Linked DNA regions of Triticum aestivum: region 1 is linked to region 2. The links are chromatin contacts, called in public Hi-C maps. All regions are on one chromosome and are shown on one strand. The core of a region is the stretch at or near the end of the contact, and the rest is flanking DNA. Distances in the headings are between cores, read along the strand shown. Region 1 holds the start of LOC123186299. Region 2 has its middle 6.2 kb from the start of LOC123190690.

Region 1 (5,138 bases), core at 64-2,563, 89 kb before region 2:
CCGGAGGAAGTGGCAGTTGCCGCCCAACAGTGCGGCACCCATTCGTCCATGTCTACCCGCTTCAACCAATTCCTACTCCTGAACTGATGATCAAATAGGACATACGTGTCAAGCGGTGCATAACTATAAGAAACGAATTCTAAGCATTGCACTAGCGGCGCAACAAAACGTACTCTCCTACAATCACTCTATACAATGTGCAAAAACGAAAATGCTCCAAGAAACAGGATCGATATGATTAATTCACACTAAATCTCTCTCTTTTATTTTACTCTAGATGGGCATTTACTGCTAGAGAGGAAACAAACATTCCCCCCCTGGACAAACTCATCGTCATCCATACATGTGAAGCCTGATTAGATATACGGGCGCCCCTTCCCGACGAGGTGCGTACGAAGAAGAAACAGACGAAAACCAAGGTCTGCCATGCCACTACGACGATAGGCGCAGGTGCGGCATGGTCGTCGGCTATGGAGTCCAGTGGTGCGCGTGCATGAGATGCACGGCGGCCACGTGCCTGCCCACCAGAACGGTTCTTCTTTTAACAATTTAATGCCACAAACTTCCAGGCAGAGGCTTGCATGTGTAGTGTATGCATGCATGCATGCATGTATCTATCCTGCAGCGCTGCATGCCGATATTTATACGGAGGACTGCATGGCTTGTCCGGTTGTGTGCGCAGAAACTAGACGACGGCCGCGCACGCAAGGGACGCCTCGTGAGTCGAGATTCATAAGCTGCTGCTGCGCCATCCTAATCGCGCGTGCAAGTACGCACCATCGGTTCAGACGTCAGGCGCCCGCCCGCTCGCCCGCTCACGTGTGTGCGCGTCGGGACGAAGAACACCTGCGTGTTGATCTTCAAACCTTTGACCTTTCACGCGTTGCAATCCTACTAGCGGATCGATTTGATCGGCACCGGATTACGCAGGGAATCGCAGATGCTATATGGATCAAGCTTTGCTGCTTGTAATACACAATCCAAGCAATCATGTATGGATGCTTAACCGTGCAACTCGATGCAGATCAGCAGAAGATATGGACATGCCAAGGTAGCAATTACTAATCAAGTAAGTTGACTCACCATGCTGTTTCTTGCGACGCAGGCGCGCGGCGACGACGACCCACGCGCGCCTCACCGGCACCACCACCGCCTTCTGCCACCACTCCTTGGACCGATCCATCGACCTCCGCCGGCCGCCGTCCAGTCGCCGCCGGCTTCACGCACTGTATTTCCCCTGTCTCTGCTGGAGAGAGAGGGAGAGGGAGAGTGCGAGGGAGATGGCGAGGAGGAGAGAACAGGAAGGCTTGCTAAAATATGCGTGGAAGATCAGGGATATATTGCCACCTATCCCCGTTGGATAGTCTACACGTTGCCTCGGGCGGCGAGCCAGGCGCCCATTCCTAATACGACCCCTCGAGGCACATGACTCATCCTATGAACAGATTAAAACTTGCATTCGCCAATTAATCAGGCCGATTAAAGCATGCCCCTCCCAAATTTAGACTTTTGTATTGTTTTTGATATTTGCAAAAATATTTTTAATAGTTTTGATACGCGCAAATGCTCTCGGAGCCGAATTGGATATCTGCTATTCTAATGCATTTTCTTAGATATGTTGCGTATCTATCGTAGCAGATCCCACTTTTAGCCGAATTCGGCGCAGATATAATTAGATGAAAAATACGACAATTAATGATCTATGCGTAAAATAAGAGACGGTTTCGTCATTTCCTCATTGATTACGCTTCATATATAAAAAAAGATCCAGAGGCTAAGAAACGGCGCTAGTGACAAAAGCAGGCTTGCATCGTTCCCAAGTGGGTGACTCGGGTGGTACCCCCAACCCTAAGCTGCCACCACCCCTATGGCCCCTCTTCTTCCCATCCACCATCGGGCAAAGGTGTGGCCGACAATAGCGAACCTTGACCGTGGTGTGAACGTGGCTCTTAGATTTGATAGCGGGTGCCTCGGTCAACAAAGAGACATTGGCATTGACTTGTAGCGGCGGTCCTCCTGGCCCATTCCGGGAAGGATCCGGTGTGGCATGTGATGTGCCGCGGTGGCAGCTACAAGCCTACAACTATGTGTCCTTCATTGCCGGCAGGCATCATGCCCTTCTTTGGAAGTGTGGCACCGATGATTTCTAGAAGGGCAGTGGGTGTCCTCCTCTTGCCACGACTCTTGACGCACGGGTGGCAGTGGGGTTCACTGAGGCTGCGGCGGTTAGGGACATGGCAACAGTGTACGAGCGGCCTAATCTGGGCTAGTGCGGGTAAAAATGTGGACGTGCCTTGTGGTTGCACGAATCATGCCTGATATGTTGCCCGGTTGCGAAGCTCGGAGGTGCTCGAGGCGTGCGCGGGGAGGGGGGGGGGGAGGGGGGAGGGCTTGAGTGCAGTTCTGATCCACTCGCAAGCCTACGGGAAAGTGCGGGGTAATAATGTGCATTTAGGCCATGACTAGCGTCGTGTATTGTTTGGACATTGGTCACGTGGATCTCAGCCGGCTTGATCAAGTCTTAGTCCCTGATGACCCACAAGTATAGGGGATCAATCGTAGTCCTTTCCATAAGTAACAGTGGTTCTCCTGGGCCATTGCGGGAAGGATCCAATGTGGCATGTGATGTACCGCGGTTGCAGCTACAAGCCTACAATTATGTGCTCCTTCGTCGCCGATAGGCGTCCTGCCCTTCTTTGGAAGTGTGGCACCGATGATTCCTAGATAGAGTCTCTCAAATAGGGTCGAACTGAACTGCTAGACTATGTTGAGTGATAAACTCAATGATTCAAAAAAATTAAGAGATGGATGAAATTACACAAGGAATCCTGGTCTCAAAGAAGAGGGAAATGGGGATATGGCGAAATCGGTAGACGCTACGGACTTGATTTTATTGAGCCTTGTTTCTATTTTCATGCCCTGGTTGCTTAGTTGTGCTCAGGTTTTACCCTGTGCATCCAACATTGCTCACTTTCCCCTCCCTCCTCCAACCCCTACTCACAGAAGTCCAAAGGAAGCACCGTCGTCCAGTCAAAGCCTTTGACCTTTACCTACTGGCGAGTGGGGCCACGTTGAAAGAACATGCAGTGCCCCCATGTTTGGTTTTGGTAATTGATAACAATCTCTATGGACTAATGGTTGCCTTGAGTTATATTTGAAGGTTTTGTCCATAGGCTTTTCTTGGAGTACATGTGTTGGTTTCAAGGAGAGTTTGTGTCGACCAAGGTGCTATTCAAGGAATTACCTAAAGACTGGTCTTGTGAGAGGTTGATCAAGACTAAGTCAAAGAGTGAATCAAGTTGATCGACACACAAAGCGTAGAAGATGTACCGAGAGGGATCAAGTGATCCCATGGTATGGTAAGCATTGTCAATTACGCTTTGTGTACTAACCCATGGTCTTCGTGAGAGTTCTTTGTGGGGTTAGGTTGCTCTGTGCAAGTTCAAGTGATGCATCACGAAGATATCGAGTGCTTGAAGCTTGCCGTCCATTGTGGTGACAATGGACTTGTGGAGATGTGCCGAAGAGTGGCTCACCCATAGTGGAGTATGGGGGAGCAATCTACTAGTGTTCACCAAGCCAACACAATCAAGAAAGGTGGTCCAACTTGAGGAAGTCAAGATCGTCTACATCTAGCTCAAGTGGACTTTATGCAAGGCAAAGGTTTGCCCTTGATAGGTTTTCTATTTTATCGGTCTTGTTGTGGAATTGTCACGGCAGATGTCCTAGCGAAAGGACTTAGTCGTAGGGCCATCACAACTAGGAAGCTTAAAGGGGTTAATCGGGACAAAGGACACAAGAGGTTTATATTGGTTCGACCCTTTACGGTGAAGGTAAAGCCTAGTCCAGTTGATGTTGTATTGCTAGGTTTCGATGACCAAGGAGCGAATCTGCTATCTTGGCTATCGATCGCTTGTTTTCTTGTCCTAAGACGCCGCCGGGTCGTCCCCTTATATACACGGGTTGACGCCTGGCGGCCTATAGAGTCTCGGCCGGCTCATAAAACGTGTCCGGCTCGGTGACTTCGTTTATATGCCTTTCTTTACAAGTCTTTCTTTACATATGGCGGTTTACAATATTGGGCCTTAAGCCGCCTCTGGGCTTAGGCCTTCTACAAGTCTTAATAAACTATCACCTTGAATATTACCGGGCTTCTTTTTGTAACCCGCCATTAGGGTTGACCCGACCCCTCCTGGGCGGGTCATACCTAGTAGCTATATCCCCAACATTAGGCCCAGGTTGACTTGAACTTTGTTCTTTGTCAATCTTCAACATTTAGACGAAATCCATCTTCCTCTGTCTGAAAAAACTCTGTAACCCGCCATGACGTCATCTTCTGAAAACATGAAAGCCTGCTATGACGTCATCTTCAACGGATCTTTTATCTTTTAATGTCTTCCGAGAATCAAGGCGTCCGTTTAGCTGGATAATCATTATTTTGGTCTTCCTCAATTTTCGCTCCTGCCCGTTCACTTCTTTCCCTTATAAATAGGCTTGGCCGGTCCTTCTTCTTTTTTATTCTTCCTTCCATCTTCTCGCTACCTCTCTGCTTCTCGAGCTCCGCCGCTGCCATAGCACTCACCATTGCCCTCAATGTCGGCTGCTGCATCACCCTGAGCTCGTCCAGAGAACCGCGACGACTCTTCACAGTAGATCTGCATCTCGTAAGTTCCTTCTTTTTCACGCACTTAGATCTGTATTAGGGTTGCGAGTTCATCGGTTTTCTTCGCTGTTCATCACGGATCTTCTTGTAGTTCTTCCTCTGCAGCCTCTTCTGATCCAAAAAGGAACACATAACTCGTGCGGTAGTTGTTTTGCGTCCATTTTTTATACCAGTAGATCCCTTTTTTCTATACAGATGCCTCATTATAACTCAAAAACTCATATGTACTAGATTTTTAGGTCTAGAATATTTTCTTTTCGAAACGACCATTTGATCCAAAATAATAATGACAGCTTGGTAAACTTGTTTGTGCCAACACTTAGCCATTTTCTGTTTCTAGCATCCTTTGAATATCTTTAGTCATGGTGGCTTATGGCTCCGGCTTTCCTTTATATGTCATTAGCCCTTCTTTAAGACGCCATGATTCATCCGTATCATGATCATGAACCTGTAACTTCATCAAATAAATTGAACC
Region 2 (4,995 bases), core at 451-2,950:
CCGCATTCGAACGCCTCCAGTACACCCGCACGTGTGCCGAGAAACCTACTCCGGCCACACATTCGTTCACGAGCGGGTCGACATTAAACACAACGCCGGGCAAGCTCTTCCTGTCAGCCCGCTATTTAAACGAGGCCAGACGTCAGGCAAGAATCGTGCCACAACTCTGCCCCCATCTCCTAGTTGCACCATTTTCTCTACACTGTCTATGCCATCCCGCTAGCAGGAAGAGCAGTTCTTCGGCATAAAAAACGGTTGGGTGGTCCGCCGAGCCCGCCGGATAAGAGCCAGGCAACTCGCTGCTCCACCTCCCTCGCCTTGCCTGACGGAGCAAGTTGTCACCACAAGCCAGCGCGTGGTTCAGCAACTCACTGCTCCAAGCCAGCTCGTGGAGGAGTAGCGAGTTTCTCCAGGCAGGCACGCAGAGGAGCACGGCGGAACGGGCATCGTGGCTTCCATGAACGAGGTCAGACGTCGTGCCATCCATCGTCAACGTTGGCGGAACTGCGCCCGGTTGGTGGAGAACGAAGTCGGCTACGTGGAGATCGACAAGTCAATGGCTAGTGCATCCACGTTCGCCGTCAACATTGAGGAAAAGTAGAACATGGGATGCCGCCGCCGCTTGGGTCCTAGGAGAGCCACTGCCGGCGCGTTGCCGGCTTGCACAGTCGGTGACTTGCCCGGTTTAGCATAGACCATCGTTGACCCCTGCCTTGGCTTCACGGGAACGGAGGAGCACCCCTTCACCACCGGTTGAAGACAAAGGGAACCGCCGCGGCCGGTTGTAGACTAGTATAGTGTATCCGTGTCGCGGAAATGGAGCTCCGCGCGGCGGGGCGTGCACACAATATTGCCATTTTGTTAAAATATGTCCAAAATGTATATGTTTTCATTTGGTTTGTACTCCCTCCGTCCGGAAATACTTGTCATCAAAATAAATAAAAGGGGATGTATTTAGACGTATTTTAGTTCTAGATACATCACTTTTTATCAATTTTGATGACAAGTATTTTCGGACGGAGGGACTATGAAATCCGCTGTGTTTGCATGAATTTTATCTGATTTGTTTAAAAAGTGTTTAAAATTTATGCGGGTGGTGTTGGATGGCTGGCTCCGGCATCCATGTCCGTGGACGGATGCCTGAGCAATTTACGGGTCAATGGTGGAGATGCCCATACCCACTTCTCAGCAAATATTTTCTCTGTTTTTATTTAGTCCGCGTATTTGCTTTGGTCAAAGTCAAGGTTTATAAACTTTAACAAAGTTTATAAACAAAAATATTAACATATACAATAACAAATCAATACCATTAGATTTATTACTGAATGTACTTTCACATCATATAGATTTGTTATGGTAAATGTTTATGTTTTTTTATAAACTTGATCAAACTTTCCGAAAGTTGACTTCAGTCAAACCTAATATACACTAATATACAGAATAAATAAAAATAGTGGCAGTACAACTTCTACCCACTCCTCGGCAATAGATCCAACGGACCAAAGAAAGATCCAACGAACGTTTGGTTGCTGCTGTGATGCAGGTTTGACCCGGTCGCTGACCGGGCAGCGGGCAGCGGGCAATGGACGGGGTCGTATTAAATGGACGACGAACGTTTGTGTGGTCTAGCTGTGAGTTGAGGCGGCCGGAGCAAAAGGTGGAGGGATCGACACGTGGCTGCAGCACGCATGTGGCCGGCCGGCCGGCCGGCTTGAAAGAGTAGAAGGAGAGCTGACCGTTTCCAACCTTTCCCGGTCTATGCTGTCTCCACGGCCACGGCGTGGTTGGCTGGCACTGGCACTGGGAGTGAGCAGGAGCTAGCGCGTTCTCGCCGGAAGCTGTAGGGCACTGCCAAGATGAAGCATCAGAATGGATAGGTTGTGCCGGCCGATATCTCGAATCTCGCAAGGGCGATGATGCATCATCTCCAAGGGAATTGTCACTGTATGTGTCCTTTCTAAACACGCAAAAAGTTGACACTTAAAGCATGTCTAACAGCCGCGCAACGCGCGACGCCCTAAAAAAGCGTTTACAGCGCGTGGATCATGAGTTTTTGCGCGGCGAGAAGCGCTTGCTCCGGCGGCTGCTGTAAAGTTTAGCGCGCGCGAGCCGTTCCAGCAGCTGCTGCAAAAAAATCACGTGCGCGCTCTCACACAAACAACATATGCAAACACAACCAAAAGGATCAAACACAAATAAAATAAATTAACAATAAATAGTTCAATTTTATTATTACAACTTAAACAAATAGTTTATCTTGCAATACAACAAATAGTTCAACAATACAAAATCAAACAAAAAAATCATGATGCTCTTTGTCGGTCATTTCATGCCCACCACTCCTCGATGAGATCCTTCTGAAGATCATCATGCGTTTTGGCACGTCGAATGAAATGATAGGAGGCAACAAAACGAACCACCTTGGCAGCCCTCCGCCGCACTCACACAGGATGTCCCAAGAGCTCATACGGAGAGTAGTCTAAATCTTGGCCACGCTCATTCTCGATGATCATATTGTGCATGATCACACAAGCGTGCATGATATACCAAAGCATCTTTTGATCCCAAAATCTAACCGGTCCTCTCACAATGACAAATTGGGCTTGCAAAATCTCCAAAGCTCTCTCCACATCTTTCCTAGCCGCCGCCTGAGCATTGTGGAAATCAAGATTTTTTTTACCTTCCAGTTTTTTCAACGTCTTCACAAATGTTTGCCACTTCGGATAGATACCATCCACAAGATAGTAGTTATAGTTGTATGTATGGTCATTTGCTACAAACTGCACCGGGGGCAGTTCACCACTTGCAATTTTATTCATCAGTGGTGACCGATTAACAACGTTGATGTCATTCAAAGATCCAGGCATTCCAAAAAACATACCAAATCCAAGTCTCTTAATCGGCCACCGCTTCAAGGATTATAGTGAAACCATTTTTTTGGCCGTGGAATTGCCCACGTCATGCCTTAGGACAGTTTTTCCAACTCCAAGGCATGCAATCTATTGAGCCAAGCACACCTGGGAACCCGCGAGCTTTGTTCATCTCCAAAAGCCTTGCACAGTCTTCAACATTGGGAGATCTTAAATACTCCAGGCCAAACACTTGCACAATTCCGACTGCGAAGCGCTTGACACACATGATGGCTTGACTCTCACCCATGGCCAAGTGGTCATCAACTAGATCAGTCGAAATGTATGCCAACATACGCAAAGCGGCTGTCACCTTCTGAAAGGTGCTATGCCCGAGCTTTCCAGCGGTATTCCTCCTTTGCTGAAAAAACCGTTCATGGCTTGCTAGTTTCTCTGTAATGCGCCTGAACAACTCGGTGCTCATCCTAAACCGGCGCCGGAAGTACGACTCGGGGTACACGGGATTATCCACAAAATAGCGCCTCACCAATTTGTTGTCGGCATCGATTATATCCTTCCAAATTTTCCAGCGCGCAAAAAAAACTAAATTTTCAAGCGCGACGCTTGGCTATTGGAGATGGTCTTATAAGCTAGAAAAACAATACCCCCTCCGTCTCAAAATTTCAACTTTAGTACACTCTCAAAATAAATGTTATATTAAAGTTGAGATATTTATTTTGAGACGAAGAAAGTAACAATGGTGATACATGAGACCGAACCAAACGATTGAGTGAACATCACGACGATCAATCTACTCTTGCACAACCTAAGCAAGTCGACAAAAGGAACTCGTATACTAATAGATTGTTCGCGCTTGCATAATACCTTGATCGATATGTGTGTATTTTACCCTGTAAATGAACAGCAGAAAATTGGCGTGCGATCATGCCTGGCAACCTGAACGAAAGGAGCAAGTGAAAAGAAGCACCAGATCACATCCTATGTTTCGACCACACAAATAGTTTACTGTATAGTGCACGGATGGCAGCCGATGACACTTAAAGCAGTTGGTAATCCATCAAAAGCACTTTACTAAATAAAGCGCCTGAAGAAGGTTGATGACCTCACTGCTCCAATCTGATCTGTGGTAGTGGCACCCCTTTTCGACCCCCGTCGTTGGAGAGAGGGAGGGGGCGGTTCACGGAATATCTTTGCGGACGCTTTGTGCATGTCAACTATCGGTCTCACCACTGTCACCGTCGATATCAAAATTGCCACCGCACAACCAACTTCTTAGAGCATCTCCAGTCGTTGCCTCCAGGAGGCGCTAAAAAATTGCCTCCTGGGACACACCGGCGCAAAACGCGCGCTGAGGCGTGATGCCACCCAGTCACAGCGGCCACAGGATTTTTTTGAACGGCACAAACATGACGAGTTCATGCATATTTCGACGACTTCAAACCAAATTCAACCAAACACGACACAAACACGCTCACTCATACATATTTAAAGTATTTTACAAAAAAAAAACACAGTACTAGGCCCGCCCGCCGTCTCGCTCGTCTCGCCGCTCCTCGCTGGCTGCCGCCCTTGCAGTTCTACATGCCGAGGAGGCTGTAGAACCGCGTGTAGTCGTCGTCGTCGTCGTCATGGCCGCCGTCCCTGCTGCAACCCTCCCCCGGTTGGCGCGGCGGGTTGGACGGTCCGGCGGCGTCCTCGTCGTCATCGCTATCGAGGATCACGACGCCGTGCTCGTCCTCGCGCCCATGCTTGCGGGCAGCGATCTCCTCCAGGGCCCGGGTCTGTCGGGTCATCTCAGTCCGGAGGTAGTCGTCGCGCGCCCACCGCAGGGCGCCCGCGTTGGAGAAGCCGCGCCGGGCTATCTCCTCGTACTCCGGGGGGAGACTGGGCTCCGGTTTGGGCGCGACGAGGACGAGGCGCCCGAAAGCGGGGGTGGAGTCGGTGATGCGGATACCGGAGCTGCGGGTGCGCCGGTTGACAGGCGTGTCCTGGGGCTCCGGCTTGACGGGTGTGTCCTGGGGCTCCGGCTTGACGGGGCGGAGGCAGGGAGAGCCGGTCGACCGACCGGACGAGGAGGAGGACGCTCCGGGGTCCATGCGCCTCGGCGTCCACGAGATCCCACAAC

Evidence for each region. Hi-C and Micro-C count contacts between places; a contact is called where the count stands out from the background.
Region 1: a contact with region 2 is called in a Hi-C map of leaf, with 4 times the contacts expected there. The contact joins the promoter of LOC123186299 here to the enhancer-like site in region 2. A contact is called at or near these places in 2 of 5 Hi-C or Micro-C datasets (both in leaf).

What each region holds. Positions count from the first base shown.
Region 1 is chr2A:733,766,874-733,772,011 of IWGSC CS RefSeq v2.1, reverse strand. It overlaps LOC123186299, which reads right to left and starts at 1,313. Exons shown (of 2, transcript XM_044598081.1): 1 at 1,084-1,313. The coding sequence starts at 1,183.
Region 2 is chr2A:733,678,271-733,683,265 of IWGSC CS RefSeq v2.1, reverse strand. No RefSeq gene overlaps it. Among protein-coding and RNA genes, the nearest start is that of LOC123190690, 6.2 kb to the left of the region's middle. Within about 2 kb of position 1,700, at least 2 of the 8 cell types and tissues checked have an H3K27ac peak or open chromatin away from gene starts, as enhancers often do. A contact at or near this core is called in leaf, where this site is marked.